2 separate regions of the Zea mays genome follow, and region 1 is linked to region 2. A link is a contact called in public Hi-C data. All regions are on one chromosome and are shown on one strand. The core of a region is the stretch at or near the end of the contact, and the rest is flanking DNA. Distances in the headings are between cores, read along the strand shown. Region 1 holds the start of LOC100281041 (expansin-like 3). Region 2 holds the start of LOC103637609 (Protein EXORDIUM-like 5).

Evidence for each region. A called contact is a pair of places that touch in the nucleus more often than the background predicts.
Region 1: a Hi-C map of leaf shows a contact between it and region 2, with 4 times the contacts expected there. The contact joins the promoter of LOC100281041 here to the promoter of LOC103637609 in region 2. A contact is called at or near these places in 3 of 25 Hi-C or Micro-C datasets (ear, leaf and root tip).

Annotation. Positions count from the first base shown.
Region 1 is chr1:85,908,432-85,915,054 of Zm-B73-REFERENCE-NAM-5.0, reverse strand. LOC100281041 (expansin-like 3) reads right to left here and starts at 2,652. Exons shown (of 5, transcript NM_001153960.2): 1 at 2,217-2,652; 2 at 2,018-2,127; 3 at 1,711-1,892; 4 at 1,459-1,594; 5 at 896-1,263. The coding sequence starts at 2,367. The coding sequence ends at 1,015.
Region 2 is chr1:85,654,294-85,661,663 of Zm-B73-REFERENCE-NAM-5.0, reverse strand. LOC103637609 (Protein EXORDIUM-like 5) reads right to left here and starts at 3,213. Exons shown (of 1, transcript XM_008659833.4): 1 at 1,948-3,213. The coding sequence starts at 3,057. The coding sequence ends at 2,050.

The DNA.
Region 1 (6,623 bases), core at 1,403-3,902, 250 kb before region 2:
GTTCGTATGCCATTTGCCATGATCCAGGAGCGAGGCGGCAGGGAGGCGAACGAGGGCGAGGCAGCAGGCGAGCGGCCGCGGGCGTGGTTGGGTTGGCCCGCTCCGAACCGTGGGCCCAATCTAGGAGCGGATCGGATTCACGAACGGGTCGACCCGGCCCTGTTGCGGGCATAGACCTGATCATCATGGAACGAAGTGCAAGTCCAAGTCCAAGACGAGCCTTAAGCTTTTGTTACACCAGGCCTACCAGAACGGTTTCTCTGATCATACGGTCCAGACGAAACGAAAGCAAAATTGTGGCCCGGGAGCATCAAGGCCCATGTCGAAATCAAGGATTCTCTTGGTGATAATGGGACTGTGCTGTGGGAATCACTGACTGAACGGCCCCCACCTAATGGTCGGCAACTGCCGGTTACTCTCTGTGTTCCAGCGCCACCGATAGAGGAATCGACGGCAGCACTACACAAAGCGCTTTTGGAGATGTTAGGGCGCCGTTTTCTTTTGATCTGCCAAACATTTCTTTCCGTTTTGGCTGCGTGAGGCCTGTCTCTGACCTCACCTCCTCGTCACGACGACGGCGTCCGCCTGTTCGGTTCTGAACGAGTGGTTCCTGAGGGAGTTGACGACAAGAGCCACTCATCATGCATTGCACACAGCACAGAGCACACGCATCGTGCGCTCCAACTCCGGCGCACACACCCAATAAGGGCTTGTTCGGTTCTATCCCAATCCATATGGATTGAGGAGGATTGAGGAGGTTTCAATCCCTAATAAGTCAAAATCCCCTCCGATCCGTATCATTCCCCTCCGATCCATATGGATTGAAAATAACCGAACAAGCCCTAAATGGGGTCGAGCAACGCGGCCGAACCAACTTGCAACGGCACGTTTGTTTGATTTGGTTTGATTCGGCTCTCCGGCTCCGCTCATCATCATTTCATATCTTTCGTCCCATTCCCGACCAAAAAAAAAAACTGTACAATCTACTACAATCCAGCCCGTGCGCGCGTCACGTCACTGCCACTCGCGCGTGTCGCAGGGGTAGCACCCTTCCTGCGCGACGTCGGAGACCTGCACCCCGGCGTCGTAGACGCGGCCGGCCTCCCACCGGCGCGGCAGCACCTCCGACTCCGCCCACACCCACTTGCCGTCGTAGCCACCGGTCACCACCAGCCGGAACTGCAGCGGCCCCGGCGGCGCCTGCGCCGTGCTCCACGCCGGCCCGTGGTCCCGCGCCATGAACCGCCAGTTGGACGACCCCACCTGCCAAAAACCAACCACACGCACGCGAACGACGTCATGGAATGGAAGGCGACGGTGAATTCGAACCGTTGCTTGTTGCTGAGTGCAGACATCCCCCGCTTAAGAACCGATCTCGTCGGGGGGAAATACAAACAGCAGAGAAATGTCTCTGTTCGGTACTATACTTGCTAGTGTACTAGGAAGAAACTAGCTTACGGTGGCGACGTCGACGGCGACGATGTCGGTCTGGCCGCCCTGGTACAGGAACCTGATGGACAGGTTGCTTGGCGGCCGGCTCTTCTCCTCCACGCGTATCAACAGGTTGCGGTCCTTCGCGTACTCGCAGGGTACCCTGAGCGCAGTATTATACACAAAATCAATCTCTCGATCTTTCTCCCACCAGTAAAGAACTCTGCAGCATCGGCCCGCGGGACCGAAGCAGAGTGTTGTGTCGCTGCGCCCAAGTACCTCTTGTACTCGACGTCGACGACGCGCCGGTCCCTGAGGCGCGCGGCCTTGCCGGCACTGGCCATGGCCGCGTACGCCGCGGCGCTCAGCACCAGCGCCGTGCGGTTCGACGTCCGCGCCTGGTCCGTCACCACCACCTTGGCGCCGGCGGCGCTGCACAGCTCGCTGTCCCTGCACCGCACCTGCAAACAATGCCAGCCCTTGCTTACACACAATCCGAATCGGGCCAACCACGGGAACAGAGAAACCGCCGCTGGGCACGCGCTCCGGCCTAAAGGGAGGGAAAGGGAAGAAGCTAGCTACCTACCTGGAAGCAGGCGCCGCAGCCGACGCCGCCCCTGTACAGCTCGGGGCTGGCTGCGGCGAGCAGGCCGCCGTTGAGGGACGCGGCCAAGGAGCCGTACCCGCACGACCCGGCTGCGCAGTTGAGCAGCAACCGAAAGATGGATCAAATTCCACAGAAACAGACGAAAATCGTTTGAAACGCACAAGGCAGCGGTGCGTACCGTTGAGGGCGAGCGAGGAGGCCTGGTAGTAGGTGGCCTTGGACCGGCGCACGCAGCGGTCGCAGCCGTCAGCCGGAGACGGGGCCGCGGAGAAGACTAGGAGCAGGAGGACGAGGGGCAGGCACGCCGCGTCCCTCGTGACGACAGCCATGGACCGATCGAAGAAGCCTGGACGCAGCTCTGTTTACTAGTTATTACTTTGGGGAGAGGAGAGCGGAGGAGGAGGAGGAGGAGGGGACCGTTGCGCACAGCAGGAGCAGCGCCGGCTGGCTTTATGCGCCGCCTGCCTCCACGCGGGCGCCGCGAGGTTGTTGCCGCTGTGGTTTACTGGTTTCGGATTCTGGCGGCGGGGCGGGGCAGGGCAGAAGCTTGCTGGTGCCAGGCAGTAGCTAGACTGTGATACTTGGTGCTGCCCTCCAACAGGCCGCAGAATGTTTTGGACGCGTTTGGGAGGCGGCGAAGCGCGGCGCCGTGGGACGGGGGATATAGCGAGCGAAAAAAGAGAGGTTAGTTGGTTCTGGGCCTTAGGCTTAGGGGGGGGGGGGGGGGGGGGGGGGGGGGGGGGGGGGGGGGGGGGGGGGGGGGGGGGGGGGGGGGGGGGGGGGGGGGGGGGGCACCGACCTCCGGGACACGCGTGCCGCGGCTTGGAGGCGCGTCAGCGAGGATTCGGATGAACTCTTCGTCTGCCACATACCGTTTCCAGCACAGCCTGGCACGTGGGCGTTTGATGGTACGTAGTCCAGCAGCCTGGTGCTGATAGCTACTACTAATCCCGTTGCCGGACCGTTCATTATCGATGCAGTCCTTCTGCCTTTTTCCGCACTCGATTCCGGAGCGGCAGTAGCACTGCATCTTAATATGGAAAATGATTAAATGTTTGACAGCCGTATTCTAGTCTAGTGATGGCGCTCGCTGGAATTGAGGGGAAAAAAGAGAGAGAACAGAAAAAAAAAGGCAGGAGAGATAAGTGGGATTCGATTCGTGGGGATAAGCACGGGAGTGGCCGACGTGGCCGAGGATTAGTACGAGACGGGTGCGACCAAGGAGACAGGGCGTCAACGCTTATCGCGTGGCTCGGGGGGTGTGGGCACCACCGTCATCCGCTTCCTCTCGATCAGGGGCAGGCCGTGAAATGAAAGGCATGCGCGCCAGCGCCAAGCCTGCAACAGCTCTCGTCTCGTCGCACACGCTTCCCTTCTTCCGTCGCCCCTTTCAGTTTCGGACCGAAGGCTACATACAAGACACGCGTGTTTGTGTGCTTGCGAGTTTTTTTTTTTGGTGTGCCCGAAATCCTTTACGCTTGTATATGGATGGAGTTCACGGATAATCGGCCATCGCCTCCTCCATCTAATAAACCTATCCGTCCGTGGAAGATAGCACGAGTTAGGCCGTGGTGCCTAGTGGCCCTACAGTAGAGGATTGTGGATGGCGTAATCCGTGTTCTCTCAATCATGCTTGGCCCACCCCCGTCATCATAGTTTGGGGCCCCCCTTCCGAAATCTCATCTCCAAGGTGGCCAAACCCGGACCGTAGCACCCTGTATCTGTCTAACTGATGACACGACAATGCTAGAGCTCGTCGAGTTCTTTTTTTTAAATAAAAAATAATAATCGTCGCTTACAATACGGACTTCTAAAAAAAAAACTTTGAACATCATGAACATCGACACGTTTCCATATCCATACAAACCGTTTGGCGGTGAAGTAGTTGGTGCCCACGCTCTCCGTTTCGGACTCGCACAACGCAACAGCGGGATGGTACTCAACTACTCATTAATGTATCAGAGTACTATGCTTGCATCGCCGAGCTGCTGCAGGACCAGCAGGCAACCACCACCGAACACCGGGCGCGGGCGGTTCCTGAAACGTCGTTGACCTGCACGAGTCAGTCGGCCCTTTGAAAGAATGCGTTGACTTGACACCAACAAGCACACAGCAACCAACTGCCCCGCTCTGAACTGAAGCCATTTCACTGCATGATTGACAACACTTTATTTCGTCTCCGTTACCTCCGCGACCCGGCAGGCGGCAGTTGAGCTTCCAGGTTCCAACGCGGATACTGCTGCTCGCGGCGCCGCGCCGTGCCGTGCCTGCCGTTTTCTTTCTAGCAAATGCGTCGGCCGCAACTTTGCTGTGCGGCGCCGACGCGGCTGACGGCGACGCGTACCCTCTCGCGGCCGGTCCGTGCCGTGCCTTCGGCGCGCGAATGAGCATGACGGCTGGCCTGCCCCTTGGGCACCGCCCGTTTACGGCCCCCCGGCGCGCGGCACGTCTGCTGCAGAGCTTTCCTGTTGGCTCGCTGCATGAGCTGCAGCGCGGCAAGGGTGGGCAGTACAGTACGAGAGAGCCTCACGAAGGCGGGGGGCCGTGTCCTGTGGGTTGGCTTGGCAGCCGTGGTGGTCGCCACGTCCTCTCCGCTCCCTCGCCGGGTGGCTGTGTGCGTTCGCGTTGAAGGCAGGTAAAAAACCTTGTGCCACTGTGAGTGAGGTGCGGCAGGTAAAAACCTTCTATTGCGATGTGATGAGGGGTGTTGAGTACGGAGTGGTCAGCTTCACACGCCCAACCCTCAAATTGCGCGCGGTTCGCCCGCTAGTGTCCGATTTGACCGACCTCTGATTCGTATTGACATCCAGTTCGGCCGACCCTCTTCCATCTAACCGGTCCGTTTATCAAAACCGCGTGGAGCACGATTTTAGTTAACTACCGGTTTTTCCAAAGTTAGTTTAAAATTTAAATAAATTTAAAAATTTATAAAACGAAAACCGACGGTAAACTGTTTTTTTTACCGGTAAACCGTTATTTTGTAGGGTAAACTGTCAATTTTTTTTTTTGCCGGGAAACCGGATTTTATGCCAAGATTGAGTTCCAGTTTAGATATTTAGTGGCCAGTTTAGCCATATTAGTCATGTTTAATGTTATATGATATATGTGAAGATGTTATATGCTATATGTCAAGCTGATTTACTGTTATATGCTATTTTTTTCCCAGAGTTTAAGTGCTAGTTTAGTTCCAGCACCTTCAACATTGGACGAAGACTCACCTAACAGTGACACTCATCTTCCTAGCACGTTGTTTACATCACTTGTACACAAACAAGGAGACGCAGAGGGAGTGCAAGAATGGGTCGATGAAACATTTGGCGACACCCACCTTGGCAGGTGTCGGCGTTTCGACCCCGGGGGGGGGGGGGGGGGTCTCTGGACCGACGAGTAAAATTGTCGCTGCGTGCCCCAGCCTAGATGAGTTGGCGCGAGATGGAACAAAGGGGGGAGGGGACCGCGGCTCGTGTTATCCTGCGCCAGAGTGGGTGCGCTTGCAGTAGGGGTTACAAGGGAGTCCCGCGCGACCACCCTCCGTATGAGGGCCCTGGCCCTTCCTTTTATAGATGCAAGGAGAGGGTCCAGACGTACAATGGGGGTGTAGCAATATGCTAACGTGTCCGGCAGAGAGGAGCCAGAGCCCTATGTACATGCCAACGTGGCTGTCGGAGAGGTGCTAGAGCCCTGTGTACGCGGCGTCGTGGCCGTCGGAGGAGCGTTTGAGCCCTGTAGAAGCACAGCTGTCGGGGTTGTTGGGAGCTTGCTGACGTCTCCTTGCTTCCATAAGGGGCAGGGAGCCACCGTCTTCATGGATGCACGCGGGGAGCCATCATTACTTGTTACCGGGGCGAGCCTGGATGGGACGCCGGTCTTGTTCCCCCGTAGCCTGAGCTAGCTAGGGGTAGGGTAATGATGTACCCCTTGCGGCGTGGTCGGTCCGAGCCCAAGGTCGGGCGAGGCGGAGACTCCTCTTGAGGCCGAGGCCGGGGTCGGGCGAGGACGCGATTCCTCCCGAGGTCGAGGTTGAGGCCGGGTTCTGGGGTCGGGCGAGGCGGAGACCACCTTCCGAGGTCGAGGCCGAGCCCTAGGGTCGGGCAAGGCGGAGACCACCTTCCGAGGCCGAGCCCTAGGGTCGGGTGAGGTGGAGACTTCTCTTGAGGCCGAGGCCCAAGGTCGGGCGAGGCGGAGACTTCCTCCTGAGGCCGAGGCCCAAGGTTGGGCGAGGCGGAGCTTCCTGTGGCGCTTGAGGCTGGACCCAGCTGATGTCAGCCTCACCCTGGCGGGTGGCACAACAGTCGGAGAGGGGCGAGCGGCGCTGTTTTCCTGTCAGGTCAGTCAGTGGGAGGGCGAAGTGACTGCGGTCACTTCGACCTTGCCGACTGAGGCACGCATGTCAGGATAAGGCGCCAGGCGATCCTTGCATTGAATGCGCCTGCGATACGGTCGGTTGGTGAGGTGATTTGGCCAAGGTTGCTTCACAACGAAGCCTGCCCGAGCTAGACTTCGGACGAGTCGAGGGTGCGCCCGTTGCTTGAGGAGGCCCTCGGGCGAGGCGTGAATTCGCCTGGGACTACAGTTCCCGCCCAAG
Region 2 (7,370 bases), core at 1,964-4,463:
CCGGACACTCTACAGTGCATGTCCGGTGCGCCACCGGACATCCAGGCGGGCCCAGAAGACAGAGCTCCAACGGTCGGAACCCAACGGCTTTGGTGACGTGGCTGGCGCACCGGACATGTCCGGTGTGCACCGGACTGTCCGGTGCACCATACGACAGTCAGCCCCACCAAACGGCTAGTTTGGTGGTTGGGGCTATAAATACCCCCAACCACCCACCATTCATTGCATCCAAGTTTTCACACTTTCAACCACTTACAAGAGCTAGGCATTCAATTCTAGACACACTCAAGAGATCAAATCTTCTCCCAAATTCCACACAACGCCCTAGTGCTTAGAGAGAGAGATTTGCTTGTGTTCTTTCGAGCTCTTGCGCTTGGATTGCTTTCTTCTTTCTTGATTCTTTATTGCGATCAAACTCATTTGTAATTGAGGCAAGAGACACCAATCTTGTGGTGGTCCTTGTGGGAACTTTGTGTTCCAAGCATTTGAGAAGAGAAAGCTCACTCGGTCCGAGGGACCGTTTGAGAGAGGGAAATGGTTGAAAGAGACCCGGTCTTTGTGACCACCTCAACGGGGAGTAGGTTTGCGAGAACCGAACCTCGGTAAAACAAATCCGCGTGTCACACTCTTTATTTGCTTGCGATTTGTTTTGCGCCCTCTCTCGCGGAGTCGATTATATTTCTAACGCTAACCCGGCTTGTAGTTGTGACTATTTTTGAGAATTTCAGTTTCGCCCTATTCACCCCCCTCTAGGCGACTTTCACATATCTATGAGATTACTGGGGAAGGATACAATTTGTACTAAGGATGAAAGTCCGAGCGGCATCATTACTGGTTTTGTCTGTATCTCCCCCTACACCGACATTCTGCCTTCGCAGCATGTCTGGTGGTTTCTCCCTTATATGTGTACAGGGTCATAGGTCTTCTAGGGACTCGCTGGTTTCTCCCTTATCTATGTACATGGTCATAGGGCTTCTAGGGACTCACGCCTAGAATTCACAGGTCGTGAGTGGAGGAAAGACCGATACATGTGGCATCTCGCCGACTGGCATAGTTAATGAGGCGAACACAAAGCTCACGGTGCGGTGAGTCTAATGGATACACAAAATCTACTTGACTGTGTTTCCACCGATTTGGCTGACCCCTTCTGCCTGTCTCCATCTCGCTTGTTCACTTGGCTCGATGCGGGGTCACATGTGGGTGCAGTAGATTCTTAATTGACATGTAACGAACAAACTGTCTGTTCATTGACTCGTGGCCCTTAAGGACTCGGGGATCCGAACACATCATTCGTCTGTTCGCTTGGCTTTAATTCGTACCGGCTTCTATTACTTTTACAATATTTTATCTTTATGGATTACAGCTGAAACAGTCTGAACAACTGGCTTTAATCCAAAACGAACAGTTTGAATATCATATCAGAATGATTATACTTTATATAAGTTTAGAAGTAGTAGTTGAAAGAAAAACTATACCTTTGTCTTATATGATGTATTATTAGATATAGTTTGCCTCCAATCTCTCTAGTAACTATCTTGTTTTCTCCATTCTCTATAGTATTTTTCTCTTTTTGGTACTTTACGTATTCTAGTATATCATATCAGGATGATTATACTTTATATAAGTTTAGAAGTAGTAGTTAAAAGAAAAACCGTGATTTTGTCGTATGTGATGTATTATTAGATATAGTTTCATATGCAAGCGTATCTTGAACGGTATTTGCCTACGGCTGTCCACTCCCAAGTAATACTAAGGTCTTGTTTAAAATCTCTGGAGCTAATAATCAATTAGCTAATAAATTATTTACTAGTTTGAGCTAGCTAACAATTAGTTAGATATTAGTTGAAATTGTTTGAAACCTCTTCAACTAATTTAGTAGTTAACCATTAACTTTCTATAACTGATTTAGCAGTTAACTATTAGCTCTGTAGATTCTAAAACAACTAATTATCATATAATAGTTTTTTATATATAATATAATATAAAGTAAAGCTGAGAATAATAAACTACTACTACATGGTAGTTACATGCTAGCAGTGGCCAATAAGCCTAGTCACTGGCATTGGGCCCCACGCACGCCTTAGCCTCTGGGCTCCACAGCCACTGCACCAAGAATTTCCTCCCCTTCCTCCCATTCACATTCCAGCTCCTCCCCTGCGCGTCCACCGACACCTTCCCGGCGTACCCGCCGCCGCCGCCCGTACCGTACACCCCCTCGCACAGGTCGGCGATCTCGGTGGGCGCCGTGGGGTCCTCCCCGGCGTACCACGCGTTGACGAGCGGGTTCGTGGCGAGCTCGGCCAGCTCGTGCGCGATGACGCTGACCATGCCGTCGACGCCCGCGTCGCCGTTGGGCGGCCGCAGCGCCGCCATGCCGCTCCGGGCCATGTACGACGACAGCGCGAACGGGTACGCGCAGACGTCGGCGCAGCGGCCGCCGCTGTGCCCGACCCACGCGTAGGGCAGCGTGTGGCCCACGAGCGACGGGAAGGTGAAGTAGTGGAAGCCGCATACGGCGCGGCAGAAGTCCTGGACGCCGACGCCGGGCGCCGTGAGAACAAGGTAGGCGCCGCCGCGGGTGTCGGCAGGGAGCCGGCCCGCGGCGACCGCAGAGGCGAGCACGCGCTGGATGTCGAGCCGGGAGAGCGAGCGGCCCAGCGAGGCCGACTCGTCGGCGGCTTCCCCGGCCAGGTCGACGCGGCAGGTGACGTTGGCGAGGGTCTGGTCGGCGTAGAGCGCGGCGGTGGCCCACCAGTCGGCGACGGAGGGGCGCGGCAGGGACGTGTCGGAGAGGGAGAGGAGGAAGTCGCGGACGGGGACCTGGTGCGCGGGGTCCCATCGGCCGTACCAGAGCACGTAGAGGCGGAGCGGCGCGGCGGAGAGGACGGGGCCCATGTGGTAGCGGAGGTCCACCAGGTTGGAGCTGCCCTCGTACTTCTTGGACGCGCCCACGAGAGCGTCGGCGCCGCGGCCGTGAGGGTACGGCGTGGCCGCCATCGCCGTGAGGAGAAGGCCAGGAAGCAGGAAGACGACGATGATGGCGGCGGCGAGCGCCATTTCGAACTGTTTGAGCGCGCGCGTGTTTACCGCGTGTGCGTGGTCGTGCTTGTGTGATTCAGTGATTGTGACGGTGAACGCTCATTCCGACCGTGAGTGAAGTGAGAGCAAGGAGCGGTGGGGTATTAAAGGGTGGTGGGCGAGTGAGGCAGCATGGCATGGCAGTGGCAGGGTTGTTGGCTTCCAACTGGCACCAATGGGATGCGGCCTGCGTGTGGGAGGCTGGGAGCTGGAGCCAGCTGCATGCATGATGCATGCAGTGCAACGGTGCTGTTGCTGAACGAGGCGTTGGCTGAGGCATGGCCGCATGGGGCCGCCGATTTGAAAAAACCCGGAGCCAAAATTCGAAAAGTTCAAACATTTTTCGGCTGGTTGGCTGGGTGTGATACACGGTGCTAGCCCGACCGGATGTTCCGTCCCAATTCCAATTCGGCAATTACCAAACGGCGATGGCCGGCCGCCGGAAGGTTCACTGGGCAACTGAAGAATGCGCCTTGTTTTGTGAACCGGGTCCAGCTGGACGGCGCACTGTACACATGCCTAGCCTACAGGTTTTTTTTTGCCACTCACTGTATGGAGAGCGACGAAAAGAAAGAAGGGGCGTGACGGCGACGCGGCGTGCCCTTGAGTCTGATCCAGAGACCAGAGGTGTGGGACAGCGCCCGGTAGGGCACCCCATGGAATGGTGGTTGGCTGTGTTCATTGCTGAGTACGACAGTGTTAGTAGGCTACACTGCACTCACTGCGCGTCTGCAATGATTCCTTCGTGTCGCGCAGAGGGGCCACATCGCATGCATAGAGTCTATGCAGGAGAAGAGTGTTTGCTGAATTGATGAGCATCAGTACATATATAAATTACAATAACAGATTGGATCCTATTTCTATGGAGCCGTAGCGCGAAATGAGCCGCAAGTGTTGCTGAATACTCGGTCTGGCCGTTGGCCAGATTCCTATACAAGCGGAGCCGTTAGACCGTCCGCAACTGTGTCACCTAAATTCCCCCCTAAATGTTAAGCAATTGTTTTCTTTTAATATCCTTTTCAAATCTCCAATTCACAAGGGGTAGATCTATCGGACATACGCGAACACATACTTCACAAGCAATACATTTATCAAATTCAAAGTGTATTCACCCCCGGAAACGCTCCGATGTAATTGATTTTTCATAAGGGTAGTGAATCGTTATAGGTAAACAATTTGTGTGGGATAAGGTAATTATGAAACTTTGACCAATGTATCTTGCGGCGCGAGCCACGTCAGCAAGATTTGCTCCCCTATATTCACTCATTCCGCAATTGTTCCTCCTATAAATTTCCCTATATACCCCTCTACACATTAAATATATATTTCCAACATAACTAATATAACCAACTTTATTTTCTATTTTCTTTTATCCTTTTCACACGTCCGACATGTTGTCATGTTGTAAATTATTTTTTGTAAATAAATTTATTTTTTGTTTACAATTTATGCAGAACATACAAACAAAACAATTTAGTTAAAATTTAATTAGGAATTCCATACAAAACATCACAATTCTGCATCGTCAAAATTATTCTGAAACATTGCGACGTCAAAATTGAACCTAGCTTACGTTGGAAACAGACACCGAACATTCGTACGCAGGAAGCCACAGTTGGCTTGCACTGAAAGACACGAGCTTCACCCAGAAGCCACATTCACCTCCCCTATATATATATGCATACTTCCTCTTCCCAAATGTGCCCACATCCCACACAACTCGAGCTAGTTAGCCATTGTTCGGTATGTCTCATTTCCATAGGGACGATGATTCTGATTCCAGTGATATTGACGACAACACACTTATGCTTGTCAGTCTTCTTACCCTTAACATTAAGGCTAGACGCCTTCTCCGAAGATGTTTGGGTATACCTCGCCGCATCATTCACATGGATCATTTTGCTGGAGAAAACCTCATCCACCATCACTACTTCGGTCCTAACCCAGTGCATCCACCCCCACGTGTTTCGTAGAAGGTACGAAGTTCAAAGTTTTATGGATATGTTCTCTCATTACCATTGTCTTCATAATTTACCTATTACATTTTATAGGTTCTGCATGAGTAGGCCGTTGTTCATCCGCATTATGGAAGGAGTGCAACAGCAGGATAGTTACTTTACGCAACGGGTCGACGCAACAGGCCTGCCAAGACTCGGGCCCCTTCAAAAAGTATGTGCGGCAATGCATATACTTGCTTATGGGTTACCTACTGATGTCGAAGACGAGTACATTCAAATTGGGGAGTCTACCGCTAGGGAATGCCTTAATCATTTTTGTCGCGCAATCATTGCACATTTTACTGGGTGGTATCTACGAACTCCTAATGAAGCTGACATTGCACGCATCATGCACAATAGCGAGTCTAGGGGCTTTCCAGGAATGTTGGGTTCCATAGATTGCATGCATAGCGTGGACAGTTTTGTGGCAGAAATGGAAGACCTACGATGATACTCGAAGCGGTAGCAACATATGATCTATGGATTTGGCATGCATTTTTTGGCATGCCTGGGACAAATAATGACGTAAACGTGCTTCACCGATCACCAGTATTTGACCCCATGACAAGCGGTCGAATGCCACCCGTGAATTACACAATCAACGGTCATGCTTACAACTTCGGTTATTACCTAGCTGATGGCATTTACCCCAACTGGCCAACTTTTGTCAAAGCAATTAGACACCCTTATGAGGAAAAGAAAGTACATTTCACACAAATGCAGGAAAGTTGCAGAAAGGATATTGAGCGCGCATTTGGAGTTCTTCAAGCACGGTGGGCGGTGCTGCGTGGTCCAGCGTACGGTTGGGATCGTAATCGTTTAACCGAGAAAATAACAGCATGCATCATCATGCACAACATGATTGTCGAAGACGAAGGTGAGTTTGCAGGAAACACAGATTTCGGATACATCACTTCAGGCATTGAACCATTTCAACTAATTCAAGAAGGACGGTCCGAATGTGTGATTAATCATTTCGATCTTCGTCGCCAAGAAAGATCTTAGACACTACAAAATGATCTTGTGGAGCATTTGTGGGCTCGATGTGGAAGCATGTGAATGTATGGTTTCATAACTACGTAGTTGCATCTTAAATTCAATAAGTTAAATGTCCGAAGTGGCTTCTTCGTTTTAGTCGTGTTATGTCGTGTTATTGTAACATCCCAAAAATTCAACCCAAGGTTTGGAACCCTAATCTCCTAACCCCCCCTTTATCTCTCCTAAATTCTCCCCATAGGTCATCTCATCATATGCATACACTTGATTGTTAGAAGCACCTCCCATAGATTATTATTTTTCTAACACCCAAGATTTTTTAGCTATTTATTTGTTCAAAAGAAAAGGAGATAAAAGAAATAGAAATAGAAAATAGAAATAAGAAATAGAAAAAGAAAAAAAAAGAGAAAAGGAAACCCCCCCTCGGTTGGGCCGCTTCCGGCCCAGGCCACCTCGCCCACCCTCGCGCGCGCCCGCACTCCCCTCCCCTCCGCGTCCCAAGCGGCCCATCACCGTGCGCCTGCACCCGCCTCTGACATCCCGCCCCCACCCCTTAGCTGCCCCCCTCTCCCTCTCTCGTCGCTCTCCCGCTGTCGGCTCAGCCCCACCCGTCAGCCCACGCTCCCCTCCCTCGTGATCTCTCCCTCCCTGGCAAGCGGGCCCCGCCCATCAGCGCCTTCCTCGCGCCCGTGACCGGGGCTAGCGACGCGATCGCCGCCGGTCGCCACCGCCCCGTCGTCTCGCCATTACTCGCTCGCCTGCCCGGTTGGCACCTTGCGCCTCTGTCCCCTGGCGCCAGCCGAGCCATCCCGTCACCCCCCTGCCCGAGCCGTCTTGTCGTCGCCACTGTGCGCCACCCCCCCCCCGTCGTGGCGAGTTCGCCGGTGCACACCACCTCTCGCCCCTTCCCCGCCCCGGGCGCCTATAAAAGGACCACCCCGAGCTCCCTAATCCCTCACACCAGCCTCGACCACCCTCTTCCTCCTTCCTCGAGCTCGATTGAGCCAGCGCCGCCGCGTCCTGCCCCTACTTCGGTGAGCCTCGCCCTTCTCCCTCTGCTAAGTTCCAGTCTAATTCATATAGTTCTTGAGCTTCGCTATTCCCTCACAAACACAATGCACCCATCCCTGCCTCCTATTGCGCTTGGCAGCCTCACCGGCGACCTCACCGTCGCGAGCACCCGCCACCGTGTCGTGGATCGGCCACCCCAGGCACCCTCCGGCCAAATTGGCCCTACCCCCATGATCCCCTACCCCCGCCCTGCCTCTCCACCACTCCTCCGTCACAAAACCGGGCTCC